2 separate regions of the Podarcis muralis genome follow, and region 1 is linked to region 2. The links are chromatin contacts, called in public Hi-C maps. All regions are on one chromosome and are shown on one strand. Each heading gives the region's core, a stretch centred on a gene start, on an enhancer-like site or on the middle of the called end of the contact. The rest is flanking DNA. Distances are from core to core; before and after follow the strand shown. Region 1 holds the start of SIN3B (SIN3 transcription regulator family member B). Region 2 holds the start of SIRT6 (sirtuin 6).

Region 1 (4,817 bases), core at 2,193-4,692, 280 kb after region 2:
GAGCAAGGAGAAGGGTAGAAGGGCCTCGGGGGGGGGCAGAGTGGCGAGTGGCCATAGAGCTAGGTGAAGGGTAGAGGGGCCTCGGCGGGGGGGGCAGAGTGGCCATAGAGCTAGGAGACGGGTAGAGGGGCGTGGGGGGGGGGGCAGAGTGGCGAGTGGCCATAGAGCTAGGAGACGGGTAGAGGGGCCTCGGGGGGGGCAGAGTGGCCATAGAGCTAGGAGAAGGGTAGAGGGGCGTGGGGGGGCAGAGTGGCGAGTGGCCATAGAGCTAGGAGACGGGTAGAGGGGCCTCGTGGGGGGGGGCAGAGTGGCCATAGAGCTAGGTGAAGCCTAGAAAGGCCTCGGGGGGGGGCGGCAGATTGGCCATAGAGCTAGGAGAAGGGTAGAGGGACCTGGGGCGGGCAGAGTGGCCATAGAGTTAGGATAAGGGTAGAGGGGCCTCGGGTGGGGCGGAGTGGCCATAGAGCTAGGAGACGCGTAGAGGGGCCTGGAGCTCTATGGCCACTCTGCCCCCCCCCCGAGGCCCCTCTACGCGTCTCCTAGCTCTATGGCCACTCCGCCCCACCCGAGGCCCCTCTACCCTTCTCCTAGCTCTATGGCCACTCTGCCCCCCCCCGAGGCCCCTCTACGCGTCTCCTAGCTCTATGACCACTCCGCCCCACCCGAGGCCCCTAGGTGAAAGGTAGAGGGGCCTCGGGGGGGGGGCAGAGTGGCGAGTGGCCATAGAGCTAGGTGAAGGGTAGAGGGGCCTCGGGGGGGGGGGGCAGAGTGGCGAGTGGCCATAGAGCTAGGTGAAGGGTAGAGGGGCCTCGGGGGGGGGGGCAGAGTGGCCATAGAGCAAGGAGAAGGGTAGAAGGGCCTCGGGGGGGGCAAAGTGGCCATAGAGCTAGGATAAGGGTAGAGGGGCCTCGGGTGGGGCGGAGTGGTCATAGAGCTAGGAGACGCGTAGAGGGGCCTCGGGGGGGGGCAGAGTGGCCATAGAGCTAGGAGAAGGGTAGAGGGGCTGGGGGGGGGGGCAGAGTGGCCATAGAGCTAGGAGACGCGTAGAGGGGCCTCGGGGGGGGGCAGAGTGGCCATAGAGCTAGGAGACGGGTAGAGGGGCCTCGGGGGGGGGGGCAGAGTGGCCATAGAGCTAGGAGAAGGGTAGAGGGGCCTGGGGGGGGGCGGAGTGGCGAGTGGCCATAGAGCTAGGTGAAGGGTAGAGGGGCCTCGGGGGGGGGGGCAGAGTGGGGAGTGGCCATAGAGCTAGGTGAAGGGTAGAGGGGCCTCGGCGGGGGGCAGAGTGGCCATAGAGCTAGGTGAAGGCTAGAAGGGCCTCGGGGGGGGGGGTGTGGCAGATTGGCCATAGAGCTAGGATAAGGGTAGAGGGGCTGGGGGGGGGCAGAGTGGCCATAGAGCTAGGAGACTCTTAGAGGGGCCTCGGGGGAGGGGCAGAGAGGCCATAGAGCTAGGATAAGGGTAGAGGGGCCTCGGGGGGGGGGCGGAGTGGCCATAGAGCTAGGAGACGTGTAGAGGGGCCTCGGGGGGGGGGGCAGAGTGGCGAGTGGCCATAGAGCTAGGTGAAGGGTAGAGGGGCCTCGGCGGGGGGCAGAGTGGCCATAGAGCTAGGTGAAGGCTAGAAGGGCCTCGGGGGGGGGGGCGGCAGATTGGCCATAGAGCTAGGATAAGTGTAGAGGGGCCTCGGGTGGGGCGGAGTGGCCATAGAGCTAGGAGACGCGTAGAGGGGCCTGGGGGGGGCAGAGTGGCCATAGAGTTAGGATAAGGGTAGAGGGGCCTCGGCGGGGGGGCAGAGTGGCCATAGAGCTATGAGACGCGTAGAGGGGCCTGGGGGGGGGCAGAGTGGCCATAGAGCTAGGTGAAAGGTAGAGGGGCCTCGGGGGGGGGGGGGGCAGAGTGGCGAGTGGCCATAGAGCTAGGTGAAGGGTAGAGGGGCCTGGGGGGGGCAGAGTGGCCATAAAGCTAGGTGAAGCCTAGAAGGGCCTCGGGGGGGGGCGGAGTGGCCATAGAGCTAGGAGACGCGTAGAGGGGCCTCGGGGGGGGGCAGAGTGGCCATAGAGCTAGAAGACGTGTAGAGGGGCCTCGGGGGGGGGGCAGAGTAGCCATAGAGTTAGGATAAGGGTAGAGGGGCCTCGGCGGGGGGCAGAGTGGCCATAGAGCTATGAGACGCGTAGAGGGGCCTCGGGGGGGGGGCAGAGTAGCCATAGAGCTAGGAGAAGGGTAGAGGGGCCTGGGGGGGGCAGAGTGGCGAGTGGCCATAGAGCTAGGTGAAATTTAGAGGGGCCTCGGGGGGGGGGCGCAGAGTGGCGAGTGGCCATAGAGCTAGGTGAAGGGTAGAGGGGCCTGGGGGGGGGCAGAGTGGCCATAGAGCTAGGTGAAGCCTAGAAGGGCCTCGGAGGGGGGGGCAGAGTGGCCATAGAGCTAGGTGAAGGGTAGAAGGGCCTCGGGGGGGGGGGCAGAGTGGCCATAGAGCTAGGAGAAGGGTAGAGGGGCCTCGGGGGGAGGGAGCAGAGTGGCCATAGAGCTAGGTGAAGGGTAGAAGGGCCTCGGGGGGGGGCAGAGTGGCCATAGAACTAGGTGAAGGGCCTCGGGGGGGGGGCAGAGTTGCCATAGAGCTAGGAGAAAGGTAGAGGGGCTTCGGGAGGGGGCAGAGTGGCCATAGAGCTAGGAGAAGGGTAGAGGGGCCTCGTGGGGGGGGGGCAGAGGAGCCACAGAGCTAGGAAAGGGGTAGAGGGGCCTCGGGGGGCAGATTAGGGGGAAGGGAGGACCACAGAGCTATGAAAAGTAGAGGGGTCTCAGGGGCAGAATAGGGGGAAGAGGGGACCACAGAGCTGTGAAAATGTAGAGGGGTCTTGGGGGCAGAATAGGGGTAGAGGGGCCTCAGAGCTATGAAAAGTGTAGAGGGGCCTGAGAGGTAGGAAAGGGTAGAGGAGCAATAGAGCTAGAAAAGGGTAGAGGGGTTTCAGAGGTGGGAAAGGGGCAGAAGGGCCACAGCGCTCTACCCCTTTCCTACCCCTGAGGCCCTTCTACAGTTTCCTACCTCTATCGTCTCTTACGGCCCTTTCCCTACCCAGAACCCATGACTGTAAACCTCTGATTGTGTCTGCGTGCGTGTGTTCCTCTTCCCTTTTCTTATCTCCCACTCCTTCCGTCTCCACCTCTCTTCCCACTCCCTCCTCCCCTCTCTACTGCTCCTCTCCGCCCGGGCCGCTCTAGCCCTCTCCCTCTTCTCTCCCCTTTCCCCCCTCCTTCCGGCTTCCCCCTCCTCCCTCCCATCCGGTCTTTCTTTGTTTTGGTCCGGTCCCTTTTCCCTTCCGGCCTCCTCCCTCTCCCCTCGCCAGAAAGGTTCCGCCTGCTTTCCTTTCCCCGCCTACCCTCAAGACATTTCGCGACGCGCTGCTGCGTGGTGACGCGAGCGCGCGGCCGGGCTCCGGAGCGTGCGCGCGGCCGCGGGGCTGTGGGGAGGCGGAGCCGCGCCAACATGGCGGCGGGGGGCGGCGGCGGCGGCCGGGGGAGCAGCAGCAGCAGCAGCGGCGGGCCCAGGATGGGGGGCAGGATGGGGGGAGCGGCGCCCCCCGCCTCGGAGAAGCTCCCCGTCCACGTAAGTCCGGGGGGAGCGGGCCACCCCCCCAAAGACAGAGGAGTGGGGCCTTGAACACCCCCCGATATGGGGTGGGGTCTCCCTCTTGGGGGTCCCCCTTTCCTGCAAGGGGGGGCTGAATAGCCACAGAGACACCCCCACCCCCCCTCTGCCCTCCTGCAGCTCTGGCTAGGGAAAAGACACCCCCCCCCCAAAAAAAGGAAGGCTGCATTGGCAGGGAAAGACCTGAACACCAAAATGCCCCCCCCCCCCAGGAAAAAGGGAAGGTTTCCTGAGCTCTCCTCCTTTGCAAGAGGGGGGGGGAATAAGGATGAGTTTCTGGCACTCTCTTCTCCATGCAGGGAGAAGTTTGCAAAGAGGTCTGGAGAACCGGCACGTACCTTGGCTTTTCTTCTTTTTGTTTTTAATCGATTTTGTGATTTTTAGGTTGTGGGTTTACAGGGTTGCCTGCCCTGAGTGTCTGCTGCTTCTTCTTATTATTCCTGGATGCATGCATTAGATGAGCTCCCCACCCCATTGAGCCCATTATTATTAATAGCTGCATGCCTTAGATGACCCCATCCAATTGAGTATATTGTGATTATTATTATTGTTATGATCAATAATAGCTGCATGCAATAGACCATCCCCCATTGCAGACTTCCTTGCCAAAGCCCCTTTACTTTCTTCCCCAAACACCCCCTCCATATCCTTTGCGTTATTATATTGTTGTAAACACCTCAGCCTAATACTTCCCCCTCCTGTTTTTTCTTTCCATCTAATAATAATAATAATAATAATAATAATAATAATAATAATAAATAGCTGCACGCATTGCAAGTCCATTGCAGACTTCCTTGCAAAAAGCCCCTTTGCTTTCCCCCCCCCAAACAACCCCCTTCCATTTCCTTTGCATTATATTGCTGTATGGAAACACCCCCCACCCTAAAACTTCCTCCTCTCCAGTTTTTCGTTTCCACCCCCTAATAATAATAATTGTTATTACTATACACCGCCCATCTGACTGGGTTGCCTTGGCCTCTCTGGGCGGCTTCGAGCAAATTACAAAACATTGAAACATCGGTAAAGCATCAGACATTGAAAGCTTCCCTAATGCACCCCAGTCCCTTTTCGGTAGGTAAATGTGTGGGTGTGTTTAGAATCACAGAATGGTAAATTTGCAAAGGACCCCAGAGGGTCATCCAGCCCAACCCACTGCAACGCAGGAAACCTTTTGCCA
Region 2 (4,345 bases), core at 790-3,289:
GGACGTCCTATTCCATCCCCTCCAACGTTTCTCCCGTGAAAATAGGGACGTCCTATTCCATCCCCTCCAACGTTTCTCCCGTGAAAATAGGGACGTCCTATTCCATCCCCTCCAACGAAAAAGGCGTCCTTGGGTAAACCACGGAACTCATTGCCACAAGACGCAACCGTGTCCAACGGCTTCAAATTCCCAGAGAAGGAAAAGACTGTCTTCGATTTTATGTTTCCCCCTCTGCTGTTGGGTGGCAGAAAATGCTTCTGGGTACCAGTTGCTGGAGGAGAGAGTTGGGTGCGAATTTCCCCCTAAAGGCGGACCTCTGCACAGAGAGGATGCTGAGATAGATGGCTCTTTGGCCTGATCCCTCTCCAGGATCCCTTTTTCCTCTCCCATTTCCTTTTGCAAAACTTACGGTAGGTGGTCTCCTGGTGGGGCGGCCCTTTGCCTCAGTTTCCCCCTTCGTACGATGACTTTGCAAGCGCCTTGTGCTCCTTCCACGAAGGCGAGAGACAGGGGGAAAGGGAGGAAAACAAGACCAGAGGGATCTCCTTACAGGAGCCTGGCTGAAAAGGAGTTTCGACATATCAGGGTCCCTTTTCGCAGCAGCTGGATGCCGTCCCCACCAATGAGCGGCGGATCCCGGGGAACGGCCTCTCCTGCCAGCGGAATTGAGTTACCACCTGTAACAGGTAAGGTTACCATCCCAGCCTAAGCAGGAGCTTAGGAGCAGCCTCGTCGCTCCGTTAAAAAGGAATTAAGAGGGGGTCGGGAAGGGGAAACAATTAGGGTTTTTAAAAGGCAGGGTTGTCAGCTTTCAGGTAACACAGGGTTCTGAGACATGAAGGTATTTGAACATCTCTTTTTTTTTGTAACAACATTTTATTAATTTTCCAAACACAAATATAAATAAAACAATGCAAATTGACACCCCTCTAGTCCCTTCCATGGCTCTATTATTTATTGACATAGTGCACGTCCATTATTAAATTTAAAACCTATTTTAAAAATCTATTTAAAATGTGATTTTATTAAGCTGTGTTATTTTTACTGTTGTTAGCCGCTCTGAGCCCGCCTCCGGCTAGGGAGGGCGGGATATAAATAAAATTTTATTATCATTATTATCCATCCATAACAAAATTACAAGCAATCTTAAAACCCTGCGAATGTATTGACCTGTGTACAATGCTTCTGTGTATATATGCAATTGACATCTTCCATTGCATCTTTGCTGCCTGTTACTTAATTCTGATTCATGTTTACGGCGACTAATTCTGCTTTTTAATTGCGGGGATTATAACGATGGATCAATTAATAACACTACATAATACGATTTAGCAATCAATGACATGCATCATGCTGTTGATTCAAAAACAAAAGTCACCCACGTGGCATGTAAAACAGAAGCGAACATGTTGCAGAATTCAAATGTAAGATAAAATATATGCAAAGGGACTTGACAGGAAGTCATAGATGAAGAAAAGATTTTGGAAGATAAAAGGGGGTGAAATATTAACTTTCATTATTATCATTTTCTGTGGGTGTGTGGGTGTCCGCACATATGTGTGTTGTTGTATGCAATGTTTCGGAGGAAATAAGACGGTAAATAACAAATAACAAACTAAATATTGATGTATGTAATTTTTATTTCTTAATTATATTTAGTGGTAGTACGGCTGTATTGTTTTTTGTAACATAAAATCATTCAATAAAAATTATTTATTAATTTATAAAATTTATTAATTTTTTTTTAAAAAAAGAGCATGTTGCAGAATTTAAAAAAAAAACCACCCAAAATATATCTCACAACGTAACAGAATAAATAGCATTTGGACAGCTCTGCAAGAAACAAACGGTGCAGCTACGATGCCGCCCGCTAGATGGCGCCGGCGCTAAACCAGGAAGCGGCTCCATCTGCCAGGAACCAAGATGGCGCCGCCGGCCTCCTCCTCCCGAAACGAGCATGGAGACGACGACTCGGATAAAATCGCGCGTGCGCAGAAGGAGGCTTTCTGTCCGGCTCCTTTTCGGCAACGCCCCTTCCGGCGCCGTCGTTACCGGAAGCTCCTCAACAAGCGGCGGCGAAACTTTATTGGCAGAGGGGAAGGGGGAACAGTCGGGATGTCGGCGAACTACGCGGCGGGGCTGTCGCCGTACTCGGACAAGGGCAAGTGCGGCCTCCCGGAGGTGAGCGGAGGGGGGACGGGGTGGGTGGGGAAGGGTTGCCATGGATACCGAGACTCCCCCCTCCCTCCCCCATTGGACTCTGCGCGGGGGGGGAGGGGCGAGGAGGGCGCCTGAGGGGGAAAAAGGCCCGGGAAGGACCCGGATGTGGAGGCCGAGGGGGGGGAAGACCCGGATGTGGAGGATGGAACGCGAAGGACCCGGATGTTGGGGATTCCCTCCCCCTCCCCCTCCCGCCTCCTGGTTTTAATGTTATGTTTCCTTCGCTCAGCTCACAGTTTTTATTATTTTATTATTTTATTTATTTATTTATTTATATTTTATTATTTTATTTATTTATTTATTTTTATTATTTTTATTTTATTTATTTTATTTTTATTTATTTATTTTATTTTATTTATATTTATTATTTTATTCATTTATATTTCCAGTCTGTTTTGCTTTACTGTGTTTCATTTCATAAGTCATTCATTCATTCATTCATTTCATTCATTCTTTTTGTTTTTAATTTCCATGTATTTTATTTTTATTTCCGTCCGTTCCTTTGTTTCCTTTCGTTCTTTTTGTTTTCACTCCCGTTTGTTTCGTTTCATTTTTATTTCCGTTTGTTTTATTTTTATTAAATTCACTCGTTTCGTTCCATTTATCTTTTTTTTGTTTTGTTTTTTTGGTTTCCATTTATTTATTTATTTATTTTTGGATACATTCAGAAAAGAACAGCATGGAACAGCTTATTGAGGAAAAATACATTTTAGTAAAGATACATTGTTAAAGTCAATGAATAAGATACAGCAAAAATGATACGTTTAGGTACAGCAGTAAATGATACATTCTCCAAGGCACAGTTTACATTATTGTAGGGTATTAAGGCAGAATACTATATATCTGATATTGGTAGAGTCATTTTCCTTTATTCCCCTCTCTGACCCTGACTTGCCGATCAGAAGGTCGGCGGTTCAAATCCCTGCGACTGGGTGATCTCCCGTTGCTCGGTCCCTGCTCCTGCCCACCTAGCAGTATGAAAGCGCCTCAAAGTGCAAGTAGATCAATAGGTACCACTCCGTCGGGAAGGTAAACGGCGTTTCCGTGCGCTGCTCTGGTTCGCCAGAAGCGGTTTAGTCATGCTGGGCACATGACCCGGAAGCTGTACGCCGGCTCCCTCGGCCAGTAAAGCGAGATGAACGCCGCAACCCCAGAGTCAGCCACGACTGGACCTAATGGTCAGGGGTCCCTTTACCCTGCCCATGTGGCTGGGTATGGCCAGCCACCCTGGGCACCTCCCAACAGAATATTAAAATACAGTGGTGCCCTGCAAGACGAATGCCTCACAGGACGAAAAACTCGCTAGACGAAAGGGTTTTCCCTATGGGCTTGCTTCGCAAGACGAAATGTCTTGCGAGTTCTTGTGAGGTTTTTTCCTTTTTCTTAAAGCCGCTAAGCCGCTAATAGCCGTGCTTCGCAAGACGAAGAGATTCGCGGAACGGATTAATTTCGTCTTGCGAGGCACCACTGTACAGTAGTCTATTTAACATTAAAAGCTTCTCTAAACAGGGCTGCCTTCCGATGTCTTCCAAATGTCTTGTAGTTAATTATTTCCTTGACATCTGGTGGGAGGGCATTCCACAGGACGGGTGCCACCACCGAGAAGGCCCTCTGCCTGGTTCCCTGTAACCTCACTTCTCACAGGGAGGGAACTGCCAGAAGGCCCTCTGGAGATGGACCTCGGTGTCCAGGGTGGAGATGCTCCTTCAGGGATACAGGGCCCTTTAGGGCTTTCAAGGTCAACACCAACACTTTGAATTGTGTTTGGAAATGTCCTGGGAGCCAATGCAGGTCTTTCAGGTCTGGTGTTATATGGTCTCCGCTCCCTGTCCCCAGTCTGGCTGCCGCATTCTGGATTAGTTGCAGTTTCCGGGTCACCTTCAAAGGTAGCCCCACGTAGAGTCCCTGATGGGGAAAAGGCAGGTTATATAAATTAACAGAGGAGAATAATTGCAACTTTCCCAGCTGACCTATCCTGCGCTTCCTCTGTTTTCTTCTCTCCCCCCCCCCCACCCACCCACGCAACCTCCCCTTCAGTTTTTTGACCCTCCAGACGAGCTGGACAGGAAAGTAGCCCAGCTGGCCCTCTTGATCCGGGAGGCTTCCAACGTGGTTTTCCACACCG

What was found. Hi-C and Micro-C count contacts between places; a contact is called where the count stands out from the background.
Region 1: a Hi-C map of tail shows a contact between it and region 2, with 2.6 times the contacts expected there. The contact joins the promoter of SIN3B here to the promoter of SIRT6 in region 2. A contact is called at or near these places in 2 of 3 Hi-C or Micro-C datasets (blood and tail).

What each region holds. Positions count from the first base shown.
Region 1 is chr18:13,212,728-13,217,544 of rPodMur119.hap1.1, forward strand. It overlaps SIN3B (SIN3 transcription regulator family member B), which reads left to right and starts at 3,443. Exons shown (of 19, transcript XM_028713443.2): 1 at 3,443-3,598. The coding sequence starts at 3,479.
Region 2 is chr18:12,934,634-12,938,978 of rPodMur119.hap1.1, forward strand. It overlaps SIRT6 (sirtuin 6), which reads left to right and starts at 2,040. Exons shown (of 8, transcript XM_028713770.2): 1 at 2,040-2,181; 2 at 4,258-4,345. The coding sequence starts at 2,116.